Regions from separate parts of the Oryctolagus cuniculus genome. Here all the other regions are linked to region 2. A link is a contact called in public Hi-C and Micro-C data. All regions are on one chromosome and are shown on one strand. Each heading gives the region's core, a stretch centred on a gene start, on an enhancer-like site or on the middle of the called end of the contact. The rest is flanking DNA. Distances are from core to core; before and after follow the strand shown.

Region 1 (4,239 bases), core at 276-2,775, 55 kb before region 2:
CAGAGGCCCAAGGACTTGGGCCATCTTCTACTGCTTTCCCAGGCTATTAGCAGGGAGCTGGATAGGAAGTGGAACAGCCAGGACTGGAACCAGTACCCATATGGGATGCCAGCACTGCAAGTGGTGGCTTTACCTGCTACACCACAGCGCCGGCCCCAAAAATCCTCCTTGATACTTTTCTGTTTACACTATCTTACAAATCAGAACAAAGGAGAGGAAGCCTATTGACTGTGCAATCACGTAGTTGAGCTCCAGGTAATGGAAGGATCTGGAAGCTGTGAGAAGTGCTCCATACACCTGTACAAGGGCTGGAGGACCAGGGCAGCTGGACAGCGTGGAGGCCCCGAGCTTGCGGGAATAAATCCTGGAGGGCCCCCTGAGAGAAAGAGCAGGGTTAAAGGCAGAAAGCCGTGGGGGCCTGGGCTCTGTTCCAGAAAGGTCCTTTCCCACGCCAACCCCAGCCTCGCTCACTGCATCTGAACCAGAGGGCGCTGGACGCTGACACGCTGCCCCCTAGGGGGCATCTGGGAGGGTACATGGCGGCGGGGGCGGGGGGGGGGGAGTGGCCAGCCGGGGCTCAGAGGGGCAGGTGTGTGGGCTGCAGCCAAGCTGGGTCAGCCGGGAGGAGGGGCACTTCCTGGCAGTCCTGGTGTGGTCACCCCTCACGCAGCTCTCCTGCCCCTCAGGTGGTGGCCATCGACCTGGACGAGGGCCTGAACGGGCTGGTGTCCTACCGCATGCAGGTGGGCATGCCCCGCCTGGACTTCCTCCTCAACAGCAGCAGCGGCGTGGTGGTGACCACGGCTGAGCTGGACCGCGAGCGCGTCGCCGAGTACCAGCTGCGGGTGGTGGCCAGCGACGCGGGCACGCCCACCAAGAGCTCCACCAGCACGCTCACCATCCGCGGTGAGACGGCAGGGCTGCCCAGGGCGGCACCAGGCCGAGTGGGGAGCCCGCAGTCATGTGGGCACAGACGCATGCGCTAAGGGGACCCCCTCCTCCACTGGTCCCCTCCCCACAGCAGAGCCTGGTCCTGACCCGGCCTCCAGGACCCGAGGGCAGTGACTGGGACCACTGCCAAGCTCCCGGCCCCTGACACCAGCAACAGCAGAACGGGTGGTGGAGCAGCCAGGGGAGATGGTGGTGCCCTTTGTCCTCTCCGGAAGGCGGGGATTTTCCTGGGAGGCCCCACCTCCTGTGGGGGTGAAGGGCGGGACTCCACTGCAAGCCCCGCCCAGCGGGAGGGCAGCTGCAATTCCCAGAGTCCTCTTGGCCCTGGGTCTCATCCGCTCCGGATGTGTCTTTAATGAAGACGCTGACGTGAGCTATTGCCCAACGGCCAGGAGTAACCACGGAGGAAATTAGCGCGAGCTTAGCAGGCAAGACGTGGCCTGCGCTCTAGGCGTGCAGGCGGGGGCCTGGGAGTGTTCCCCGCTCACACGGGCACCAACGCTGGCCCTGCTCAGTGGAGAGCCGAGACCCCGAGGAGCAGAGAGAGCCGGCCGGACATTCCCTCTCCTGCTCTCCAAGGCTGCCGCGGGTCCCGGGGGCAGTGTGAGGACCCAGGTTTTCACCGGTGACTGGCAGGGAGCGTGCCCAGCCTGGCAGAGAGGACCCTGGTCGCGGGACCTTTGTCCAAGACTCAGCAGCAGCCGTGCCATGGAAACCACGTCTCTAAAAGGCATTAGCCTTGTGGGGAGACAGACCCCCAAAGTCAGTCCCCTTCTGTGTGACCCCAACATGCACCTGGGCATGACCCCCCCCAACGACCCCAGCCGCTCCACTGTCTGGCCGTGTGACCCGGGACAAGTCACTCAGCGGCCCTGAGCGTCCGCCTACCCGTCTGCACAGTGCACCTGGTGGTGCCTGTCCTGTGAGGGCCCCAGGAAGGGTACTGCGGCCCCGCATGGGAAGCACTTGGCGTGGGTTTGGCAGGTGGGAAGGGCGGGAAGAGCCGCTGTCGCCGTTGTCACCAGGCCCTACGTTCTCACCTCCCGATGACCACGGGAGGCCGTGTCCCTCTGGCCAGCTTGGTCCTGGCCCCAGCAGGCATGCGGGTCCCAGGCTCAGGACCAGGTGTTGACACAGATGCCACCTGCAGCCTGTGACTCCCCTGCGAGTTCTTTCCTGCTCGTCCCGAGTGGAAGCCGGGCTCACCTCCCCCACCTGCTTCCGCCCGCAGTGCTGGACGTAAACGATGAGACGCCCACCTTCTTCCCGGCCGTGTACAACGTGTCGGTGTCAGAGGACGTGCCGCGCGAGTTCCGGGTGGTCTGGCTGAACTGCACGGACAACGACATTGGCCTCAACGCTGAGCTCAGCTACTTCATCACGGGTACGGCCCCGCCCCTCCCGCGGCCCCGCCCCCGCTCCCCCCCCCCCGCTCATCCCAGCGAGCCCCTCCTCCCGCGGCCCCGCCCCCGCCCCCCCCCCCCCCCCCCCGCTCATCCCAGCGAGCCCCTCCTCCCGCGGCCCTGCCCCCGCTCACCCTGGCCTGCCCCTCCCAGATGTGAGGGTGGGAGGGAGGCTGCAGCCCCCACCTCGTGCTCCAGCCCCTGCGTGTGGCACCCTGAGGATTTGCGCTCGGCTTCCCCCATGTTTGCAGCTAGGTCTCTCTGGCCTGGCCCCCTAGGGACCTCCTGAAGCTGTTGCAGGCGGAGAGGCTGATGAGGTTTCCAGCCCACCTGCAGTGAGGGCGGGGAAGCACTGACTGCAGGAATGTGGGGAATGTGGCCGTGGCCTTCCCTGGGAGACCCTTTGCTCATGAAGAGAGTCCCCACCGGTTTAGAGGCTGATGGTTTAGCTCTCCCTAAATGAATGGGTTTAGCTCCAGATGTCCCGTAGCTTCCACCTGTAGAGCCATGGAGGAAGATTGTAGGGCAGTGGAGGAAGATTGTAGGGCGGTGGCCTGGCCCAACAGGGGAAAATGAGCATAATCGATTGGTGATGTCTGCGCAGTGGTAGGATTGGTAAGTGGTGGTGTGCATGCCGTGTGCCTGGCATTCCTGGACGAGAACCAGTGCTCAGTATCAGGACCTGACACAACAGACAGGCACCAGGACACAGGGGAGGCGGGAAAGGTTCTCCCACACTCTCGGCCATTTGCCCAGTTCAGTCTTCTCTCTGTCCATGATCCACCTGCAGCCACCTTGCTCACATGTTGTATGAGGATGTGTGCACCTGTTCACACCTGTTTCTGCTCGCTGCAACCAAAGTGTCTTCCCAGCACTCGGCCCCTCCTTCTCAGATCCCTTCCCTCCCTATCTCTCCTGGTCTGGTCCCTGAGACTACCCCAGGACAAGCAGCATGGAGACTCCTCGCACACTACGTGGTTCAGCTGCCACACTCAAGGCATTGTAGTTCCTCCCATGGCCGCTGCAGAGGGGACTTCAGAACTAGGGAGCTCTGGAGTTCAGGAGCCGAGGGGTCTCCCCGGGGGCAAAGCAGTAAGGACAAGGGAGCCCTCCCAGCACGTAGGGAGGTGGGTTCCTGAGACCTGCTGAGAGCCCCTCCCCGATTTTCCGTTCTTGTGCATTGTGCTGGGAGCAGAGCAGAGTCCTGAGCCCGGTTCGCTGCAAACCTAGCGCAGAGGCGCCCTCTGCTGCTGGCATCTCTGCACTGCCCGCCAGCTGGCAGGGGAGGGGTCTCCCACGCTGTTCTGTGCACGCAGGACAGGAGGCTCTCATGTTTCCCAAGGAGCCCAGAAGTCAGGGGACTCAGGGGCACCTGGCTCTGGGCAGCTGCCTCTACTCTTCACTCTGTGTGTGGCCGCCATAAGTACCCCCCCGGGGGGGGTCTCAGAGCTGTGCTCCAGCCCATCCCTGCCGCACTGCCGAGAAGATACTCGGGCACCCGCGGTCCTCAGCACACGTAGAACCCCAGTGCAGGTTAACTTCTCGGACGCCGCTGCGGGGCAGGCAGGTGCAGAGTGGTGGAGGGCACGGGGCCGGAACCAGCACAGAGACCATAGCCCAAGCCAGCACACACCCTCACTCAAGGACCTCTTGTCCCTCGGAGGTTAAATGAAGTGCTGCAGGTGAAGTGCCAGGTACACAGCAAGTGCTCAGTAGGTACTAGGTACACAGTACCTACTACAGTCCACACAGGCTCCTCAGAGCCCTGGGGCAGGGCTGAGCCACAGTGCAGCCGCCCACTTCTGAGAGCAGAGTGGGTGCCACCCCTTCCCTGCCCGGGGGCTCTGCTCTGTGACCCCAGGCCTCGGTCCTTTTCGCCCACAGG
Region 2 (4,147 bases), core at 648-3,147:
CCCCACTCACTGCAAGGCCTCCCAGCGCGACCTCCTGTGTTGCGGGCTGCAGTGAGGAGTGTACTGAATATGTGTGCGTGCACCTGCAACCCAGTTAGGAATACTGAGTGCAGAGTTAGCGTTCTGCTAACTCCCTTTAGTGGAAAGCCACACAGAGCCCTCATTACCCCCTGAGTGAGGTCCAGGAAGAGCTGGCCCTTTGGGGGCACCAAGTAGTTTGAGTGGCCAAGGAGCTGGCAGTGACGGGTCCTGGCTACACAGGTGATGGAGGTGAGGGGTTCTGAGCCCCTCACGGGGCCGCCCTGCCCCTGGATGTTCTGTGAGCCGGGCCCCTGGGCCCTGGGTATCTGGAACTCAGTTTCTCCAGCTGAGTTTGCTGAACAAAGTGCAGCCCAGCCCAGCGAGGTCAGGGAAGGGCCAAGCCAACAGGAAGAGCCTCACGGGGTCTCCTGGGGAAGACCGCGCAGGGCAGGTGGCCCTTGGGGGGGTGCAGTGCTGGCCTTCCTGCCTGCCCTCATCCCCTGCTCCATCGTCCCAGCCAGGGTGTGGGCAGCCGTCCTCCCTAGCAGACACCCAGCCTGCCAGCCGGCACCTGGCTGGTTTCTGAGATACCTTCCAAGCCCTGTCCACTTCCTCCCCCTCCGACCTGCCCATCGGCTCGCTCTGCCAAACTCTCCGCTTGCCTCACACTTTCCCTGGGCCCTCCCGACTATCTTCAGGTCCACAGGCTGCCTGCTGGCTCTGTTTCCCCTCGACATGCAGAGACTCTTCAGCTCTAGGCATGCAAGACCCAGGGGCCAGGCTGTGGGTACCAGGGCCTCTGCCCCCAGGAGCCCTGGCCCTGGACAGGAGGCCATCTGGAGCTATGACAGGGTGGACTGTGCGAGAGCAAACTGGCACTTCTTGCATGGGGCTTCAGCTGAGGAAGCTGAGGCCAGAGAGAGGCCCTAAATCATCCAGGGATCCAGAGGGACTCGCGGCTGAGTTGGGAGACTGTCCTACATCACCCCTTCCTCCCCCACCCATGCCTCACGCTGGCCTTGCTGATCTGTCACTCAGAGTAGTGACCAGGTGGGCAGCACCATGCATGGCAGGAGTGGAGCAGGGCCCACCAAGGCTCAGCCAGAAGCTGCCCCAAGTCAGGGGGCAGGGAGTCGCCCAGCTGCCTAGAGCTGTTACCACCTGCAGGAGCCCACAGGGGCTGCCCCACCCCGGCCCACCCCGTGCCCTGCAGAGCTGCTGAGCATGGGGCACCTGGGCATGGAGGGTTGGACAGGCAGGCACCAGGGACGGCCTGCCTGTGGCTCGGGCAGCTGTCAGGGTGTACAGGTGTGCGTGCTGCCCCCTGCCCTCGGCCCAGCTGCACCCTGCCCTGCCATGCCAGCAGCTTTCAGTATGCGGGTGGGGTCCACAGCAGGCGGGGAGCGGGGGACTCTCAGGGCCTCCCAGCCACCAGTGTTCCCCACCCTGCCTGCTGGGCTCTTCCCCCGCGCCGACCTTACCTCGGGACGCAGCCAGGAAGACAGCAAAGAGCACGGGGCCCCAGCGCCGGCCGCAGGCGACCGCGACCCGGGGGACGCCCATGTCGCCGTCGGGCGGGGCGTCGTGTGGCGCGGCGGGACCAGAGTGGAGCGGCAGGCGCGCGGGAGACTCCGGCTACGCGGGGAGCGGCGGGACGCGGCTGCCCGGAGAACCTCCCGCGAGCGAGCCCGCGGAGCGAGTGAGCGCGGCGGGCGGCCGGGGCCTGGCCGCTCCCGGGCTCCGCAGCGCCCCCGAGGGGCCGCGGCCGGTGCTGCGGGAGGGACTTCCCGCCGGCCGCTGAGCAGGGGAGCCCGCAGGTGTCCCCCAAGGTCCCGGAAAGGAGCCCTAGCTCCTCTCACCCAGGCCTTCTTTGTGGAGGATCACGAAGTTGCACACCCAAGAAGCAGAGTTACCGGTTTGTTTGGGGGCCGGCACTTGGCTGCTACAGCTTCCAGCCAGCCCGGGGCCTCGTTTGTGGTAATCACGCCCAGGTGTGGAATGGGTGAAGGCAGGAGTGAATTCTGAGGCTGAGAGAAGCAAGGTGGAGCTGCTGGACTACAGATGTGGAGGCCAAGACTCGCTTCCCACACGCACCCACACGCTGAGGGCCAGGTGCGGGAGCACACAGCGGCTGGGCACATCCCCCTGGGGCCCACACAGGTGCGTGTGCAGCCTCTGTGGTGTGGCCCCCAGGCTCCCAGCCCAGGTCCGCCGCGGGCTCAGCACCAGCCCTGGATTTCCAAGGCTCTCTCCCTTCTAACACCTCGGCTGTTGCACTAACTCCTCCCACCCCACCCCCAGCCCCAGGGTCTCCTCTCTCTTCTCCAAGTTGTCATCCATGGTGGTGCAGCTGGAATCCTTCCCTTGCACAAAGTCCCTGATGCTCCCCAAGGCCCTGTCCAGGCCTCCTTCTCCTGCCACCACCCCAGGCCTGGGGACCAGCCGGCTGCTGGTTTTCGCCGGGGGCTCCTCCGCCCGGATGGGAACCACAGCCAGCCTCTCCCAGGTGTGTGTGGCGTGGAGAAGGTATTTATTGCCTTCTTATCAGGATGGACAAAGCTGTGAGTAAGCATTGACTACGTGACTGACTGAAGGGGCGGAGATGACTGTGGCCGGGCGCAGGGTCCAGGGACAGCAAGGACACCAGTGCTGGACTTGGTGACTCCAGCCTGGCTGAAGTTCCCAGGCTCCTTGGGGACCTTGAGCTCATGGGTGACCCCTGGCTGAGGAGCAGAGCACAACCAGAGGCCAGTGGGGTGAGGAGCCAGGGGCGTGGGACTGAATGGGAGGCAGAATTCTGGGGGGCCCTGATCCCTGGGGGCTCCTGGGGCAGGGAAGGCCACCACACAGGACAGGTAGGCATTCGTGTTGTCACCTGGCGACTTTGTGCAGGCCTAGTGGCCCTGGAGCCGGGGAGCCCCCCTGGGCTGGGCACCCGGAGGCTGCCAGCACACAAGCCAGGTCCTGGGTCACCATCCTGGCCTCGGGACCCCACCTGGCAGAGGGCACGCTGATCACCCAGGGAAGGTCCGAAGTGGGGTGAGATCAGGGAGCGCTGGGCTCATTCCACCTGGGGTCACTCCAGGGTGAACCCCCAGGGCACCTCCCCCATCCCTTTGACTTCCTTCCTCCCCACCGCGAAGGCTCCTGGGCTTGCACCACAGTGAGGAGAGGCATTGCCCAAGGTGTGGGCACGGTCCTGAAACCTCCAGCGATTTCCTCATCACCAAGGCAGGGAGGGAAGGGCCGTGCTCAGGGCCTCGCAGCCTCTCACTTCCTCCTCACTGCAGGGGCCACAGGAGACAGCGGGGCCGGTCTGGGTGCAGGGCAGGAGCGCCTGCGAGTGGCGACTCCGTTAGAAGCACCCCTGGCAGCCCCGCAGCCCGCGAACGCTCAGACCCACTTCCAGGGAGTAGGGGAGGCAAGTCTGCAGGTGGGAAATGCCACCACCTCCACCCCTTCCCAGCAGGGCAGCTCTGAACCTGCTGGCAGGCGGGGGAGCCCAGGAGGACCCAGCGCTGGGCTCCTCCTTCGTGCATGGGCCTCGTCACTGCACCCAGGACTGTGCAGAACCACGGGGGACACCAGGTGGCCTTCCTGGGCAGCCATCTGCTCACATGGTTAGGGCCTTGCAGCTGTCTGTCATGAAATCACACAGGAGGACACCTTGAAGAAGGAGGCCAGATCCCTACGTAGCTCACGCCTGAGACGCGCAGTTCAGGCTGTGCCCCGGTCTCGGTGCCACTTCCCCTCCACTCTGGTGGAAACACTGGAGAAGGGTTAACGTAACACATCTTCCCTCATGCAGCCCTTGGTGTTTTTTTTTTTTTTAACATTTATTTATTTAATTGAAGGGCAGAGTTACACACACACACACACACACACACACAGAGCTTCCATCTGGTGACTCACTCCCCCAAATGACCGTAACAGCCAGGGCTGGGCCAAGTGGAAGCCAGGAGCCTGGGACTCCGTTCAGGTCTCCTCCGCGGCTGTAGGGGCCTAAGCACTTGGGTCATCATCCACTGCTTTCCCAGGAACTTTAGCAAAGAGCTGGATCGGACGTGGAACAGTCGGCACTCAAACTGGCACCCATATGGGATGCCGGTAAAGGCACCTGCGGTTT
Region 3 (3,980 bases), core at 590-3,089, 36 kb after region 2:
TCGACCTCTTCATGGCCTACAGCCCTGGCTACTTCATGGTGGACATCGTGGCCCGGGACCTGGCGGGCCACAACGACACGGCCGTCATCGGCATCTACATCCTGCGGGATGAGCAGCGCGTCAAGATCGTCATTAACGAGATCCCGGACCGCGTGCGCAGCTTCGAGGAGGAGTTCATCCGCCTGCTGTCCAACATCACGGGCGCCATCGTCAACACTGACGACGTGCAGGTGCCCCTGCTCCCCACCCCCACCCGGGGCAGAGGCCAGGCCCTAGGGAGGGACAGGGCATGGCCGACAGGTCAGGGGCCTGAGAAGTGGGGTCACTTCCTAGCAGCGAGGCTGTGAGGAGGTTCTCCCAGGCCTCTGGGCCTCCTGTGTCTCCACAAAATGGGATTAACAATCAGTACCAGGACCAGCAGAGGTGGAGCTATGCGGCACACGGCAGCAGGCATCGGCAGTGATGGGTCTGTGGCTGGGAGGTGGGTAGGAGGCGCTCCTGGCAGAGAGCTGCCTGTCGCTCCCCCTCTTCGCGGAGGAACGACACAGGACCCTGCGCTGTTCTTTTGTCTGCTCGGCCCTCCCCTGGTTTGCTGCTGGTTCTTCCCGGGTTGGCTACCGACCCTTCCACCTCCATGGAAGGGCGGTTCCCCCTGCCACTTTCCCCACTTCCGCGGGGGAGCGGCACACTGCCGGCCGGCTCTCTCGGGGGCTGCTCAGATGTTCCTCAGGTGTTCCTGGTGCATGTTGTCTCTCTCCTCCTTTATAGTCCTCTTCCACCAATCCCAACTCTGCTACCCACACGCCGAGTACGCTGCTCTCCTCCAATCAGGAGCAGGTCCTGCTGTTTATTGGTTGAACTGGAGGCAGCTGTGTAGAAGCTGTTTCCTCCTCTCCCAGCGCCATATTGTGGGAGAGCAGATGCATAGAATAAGTCTTAATTCCAGTAACTTAGTCTAGTCCGAGTTGCTCTCAGTTGCTCCCCACACTGCCCCGCACCGCCCTGGGCCCTGCTGTGGTGACCACCCCCCACGCCCCTTCTCGCCTAGTTCCACGTGGACAAGAAGGGCCGGGTGAACTTCGCACAGACAGAGCTGCTCATCCACGTGGTGAACCGCGACACGAACCGCATCCTGGGCGTGGACCGGTGGGTAGGGGGCCTGGGCCGGGACCTCTCCACCTCCCTTCCCGGGAGGCACGAGGGCCTACTCTGCCCCCCACCAAAGGGGGCAAGGCCAGGAGAGAGGACACGGCTTGGGGATGCCCCTGAGCCTTACTCTCCCCGTCCGTAAAATGGGAGCGTTCCTCCTCCTGTGAGGATGAATCAAGGTCCCAGGTGGAGCCGCGTGGACCCTATAAAAGAAGTCAGAGCCGGGTGGGTCTGAACTGGGCAGGGCTTCTGGGTGCACTGGAGGCCTGAGGCAGGAGAGGGGCAGGACCACCCCGGGGGCAGGCTGAGGGCGGGAGCTGAGGCCCCTGCCCCGCACCCAGGGTGATCCAGATGATCGACGAGAACAAGGAGCAGCTGCGCAACCTCTTCCGCAACTACAACGTGCTGGACGTGCAGCCAGCCATCTCCGTGCGGCTGCCCGACGACATGTCGGCGCTGCAGGTACCCCGGGCGCCGCCCTCACTGGCCCCCAGCCCTGGCGTCCCGCGCTCAGCCCTGCCTGCTGTCCCCACTACCCTGGGCGCCACCCTCCCCGGCCCCCGGCACCCCGTGCTCAGCCCCAGCCTGCTGTCCCCGCTACCCCGGGCCCCGCTCTCCCCGGCCCCCGGCATCCCGGGCTCAGCCCCAGCCTGCTGTCCTCCCTACCCCGGGCCCCGCTCTCCCTGGCCCCTGGCCCCTGGCCCCGGCATCCTGGGCTCAGCCCCGGCCTGCTGTCCTCAATACCCCGGGCCCTGCCCTCCCCGGCCCCCGGCATCCTGCACTCAGCTCAGGCCCGCTGTCCCCGCAGATGGCGATCATCGTCCTGGCCATCCTCCTCTTCCTGGCGGCCATGCTCTTCATCCTCATGAACTGGTACTACCGGACAGTGTGAGTGCCCCTGACCCCGGACAGCCACGGAGTGGGCAGGGGAGCCCGGCCCCCCTCAGCAGCATGTCTCTGCTTCTCCCCAGACACAAGAGGAAACTCAAGGCCATCGTGGCTGGCTCAGCAGGTGAGAGCTATGGCCGAGGGACCGGCTCAGGCTCCCCCAGCCCCTGCTGGCTGCATCCCTCCCCTCCACACCCCACGCTTGTCCCTGCAGGAAATCGCGGCTTCATCGACATCATGGACATGCCCAACACCAACAAGTACTCCTTTGACGGGTGAGTGGGGCCCTCACACTGCCCAGGATCCAATTGGCAGAGATGCCATGGACTGGCTGGAACCTGGGATGTGAGCACCCCCTGGTGGGCTGACCACCCCCTCACTCCACCACTGACAGTGCCCAAGTTCCAAGGGCACAGAACTGGAGCACCAGGCCCACTGCTGCACCAGAGGGCCGATCCTGCTCGTTCTAGCAGGATCCCAGGTGGGGAGAACACAGCCGCAGCTGCCGCTGCCGGAGGCCTCCTTCCCACGGCCCGAACCTCAGGAAGGCTCTGCAGTTGGCCAGGGAAGCAGGAAGGGATTCTGCCCCTCCTTCTCCCCACCTGCAGAGCCAACCCCGTGTGGCTGGACCCCTTCTGCCGGAACCTGGAGCTGGCGGCCCAGGCTGAGCACGAGGATGACCTCCCCGAGAACCTGAGCGAGATGGCCGACCTGTGGAGCAGCCCCACCCGCACACACGTGAGCTCCAGGAGCCCTCCCTAGGGGCTGGTCCCGGCCCTGTGTGTGACATTTACCTGAGCTCCAGCCCATGCTCCCTGTCCCCAGGGAACCTTCGGGCGAGAGCCAACAGCCGTCAAGCCTGCCGATGACCGGTACCTGCGGGCGGCCATCCAGGAATACGACAACATTGCCAAGCTGGGCCAGATCATCCGGGAGGGGCCCATCCAGGTAAGCCCGCCCCACACCAGGGTGCCTGGAGCAATCCCTCCTGGGCCCTGTGAGGCCAGGGCCTTCCTAACGCAGGAGGGCGATGGCCTCGGAGGGGAGGGTTAACCCTCTCCCTCTCCCAGGGCTCGCTGCTGAAAGTGGTCCTGGAGGATTACCTGCGGCTCAAAAAGCTCTTTGCACAGCGGATGGTGCAAAAAGCCTCCTCCTGCCACTCCTCCCTGTCCGAGGTAGCCGGGCGGCCCGGCGCTGTGTGCTGTGCCCCGCTGCTGGGGGTGCTCACTCTCCTGCTACCTTTCTCGGCCCCTCTGCAGCCAGAGCCAAGGATCGCTGTGGGGCGGGGTGCAGGGAGTAGGTGGGGTAGCGTTCACAGGACTGGGGGTGGGTTAACTGGCCCTCGGGGTGAGAGAGGCCACCCTGTCTGCATGAAGGGATCATGTATTTGAGCTACACTAAGGCCTCCTAGCTGGGCGCACATTCCCACCGGGAGTGGTCCTCGAAGACTCAGTGTGCTTCCCCCTTTCCAAATTCCCCAGGGGACACTTGCCACAGTTGGCCCTACACGAGGCCAACGCGGTGACAGAGCCGGACACTGCACTGCAGACCGGCGTGCATGCACTTACAAAGCGCCCTACGCGTCCCTCTGCACCCAGGTCCACTCCGGGCCATGCACCTGCCAGCCCTGGGGGTGGGGCCCTGAGCACCTTGCTGGGGGGGTTCCTGGCCTCTTGCAGCTGATCCAGAGCGAGCTGGAGGAGGAGCTGGGGGACCGCAGCCCAGGCCAGGGAAGCCTGCGCTTCCGCCACAAGCCGCCCATGGAGCTCAAGGGGCCCGACGGGATCCACGTGGTGCATGGCAGCACCGGCACACTGCTGGCCACCGACCTCAGCAGCCTGCCCGAGGACGACCAGAAGGGCCTGGGCCGCTCCCTGGAGACGCTCGCAGCCTCCGAGGCCGCGGCCTTCGAGCGCAACGCCCGCACCGAGTCCGCCAAATCC

Evidence for each region. Hi-C and Micro-C count contacts between places; a contact is called where the count stands out from the background.
Region 1: a contact with region 2 is called in a Micro-C map of ear pinna, with 3 times the contacts expected there. The contact joins the enhancer-like site here to the promoter of VSIR in region 2. A contact is called at or near these places in 4 of 6 Hi-C or Micro-C datasets (ear pinna, psoas muscle, skin fibroblasts and 1 more).
Region 3: a Hi-C map of an unstated tissue shows a contact between it and region 2, with 2.4 times the contacts expected there. The contact joins the enhancer-like site here to the promoter of VSIR in region 2. A contact is called at or near these places in 2 of 6 Hi-C or Micro-C datasets (psoas muscle and an unstated tissue).

What each region holds. Positions count from the first base shown.
Region 1 is chr15:62,959,361-62,963,599 of mOryCun1.1, forward strand. It overlaps CDH23 (cadherin related 23), which reads left to right. Exons shown (of 68, transcript XM_051823796.2): 24 at 687-906; 25 at 2,183-2,335; 26 at 4,239. Among named protein-coding and RNA genes, the nearest start is that of C15H10orf105, 12 kb to the right of the region's middle. Within about 2 kb of position 1,526, at least 2 of the 8 cell types and tissues checked have an H3K27ac peak or open chromatin away from gene starts, as enhancers often do. A contact at or near this core is called in ear pinna, where this site is marked.
Region 2 is chr15:63,014,305-63,018,451 of mOryCun1.1, forward strand. VSIR (V-set immunoregulatory receptor) reads right to left here and starts at 1,898. Exons shown (of 7, transcript XM_070057799.1): 1 at 1,503-1,898. The coding sequence starts at 1,584. All of the region lies in intron 36 of CDH23 (cadherin related 23), which reads left to right.
Region 3 is chr15:63,050,177-63,054,156 of mOryCun1.1, forward strand. It overlaps CDH23 (cadherin related 23), which reads left to right. Exons shown (of 68, transcript XM_051823796.2): 59 at 1-230; 60 at 1,049-1,146; 61 at 1,491-1,611; 62 at 1,958-2,037; 63 at 2,121-2,161; 64 at 2,252-2,312; 65 at 2,646-2,775; 66 at 2,863-2,985; 67 at 3,108-3,212; 68 at 3,717-3,980. Among named protein-coding and RNA genes, the nearest start is that of PSAP, 29 kb to the right of the region's middle. Within about 2 kb of position 1,840, at least 1 of the 8 cell types and tissues checked has an H3K27ac peak or open chromatin away from gene starts, as enhancers often do.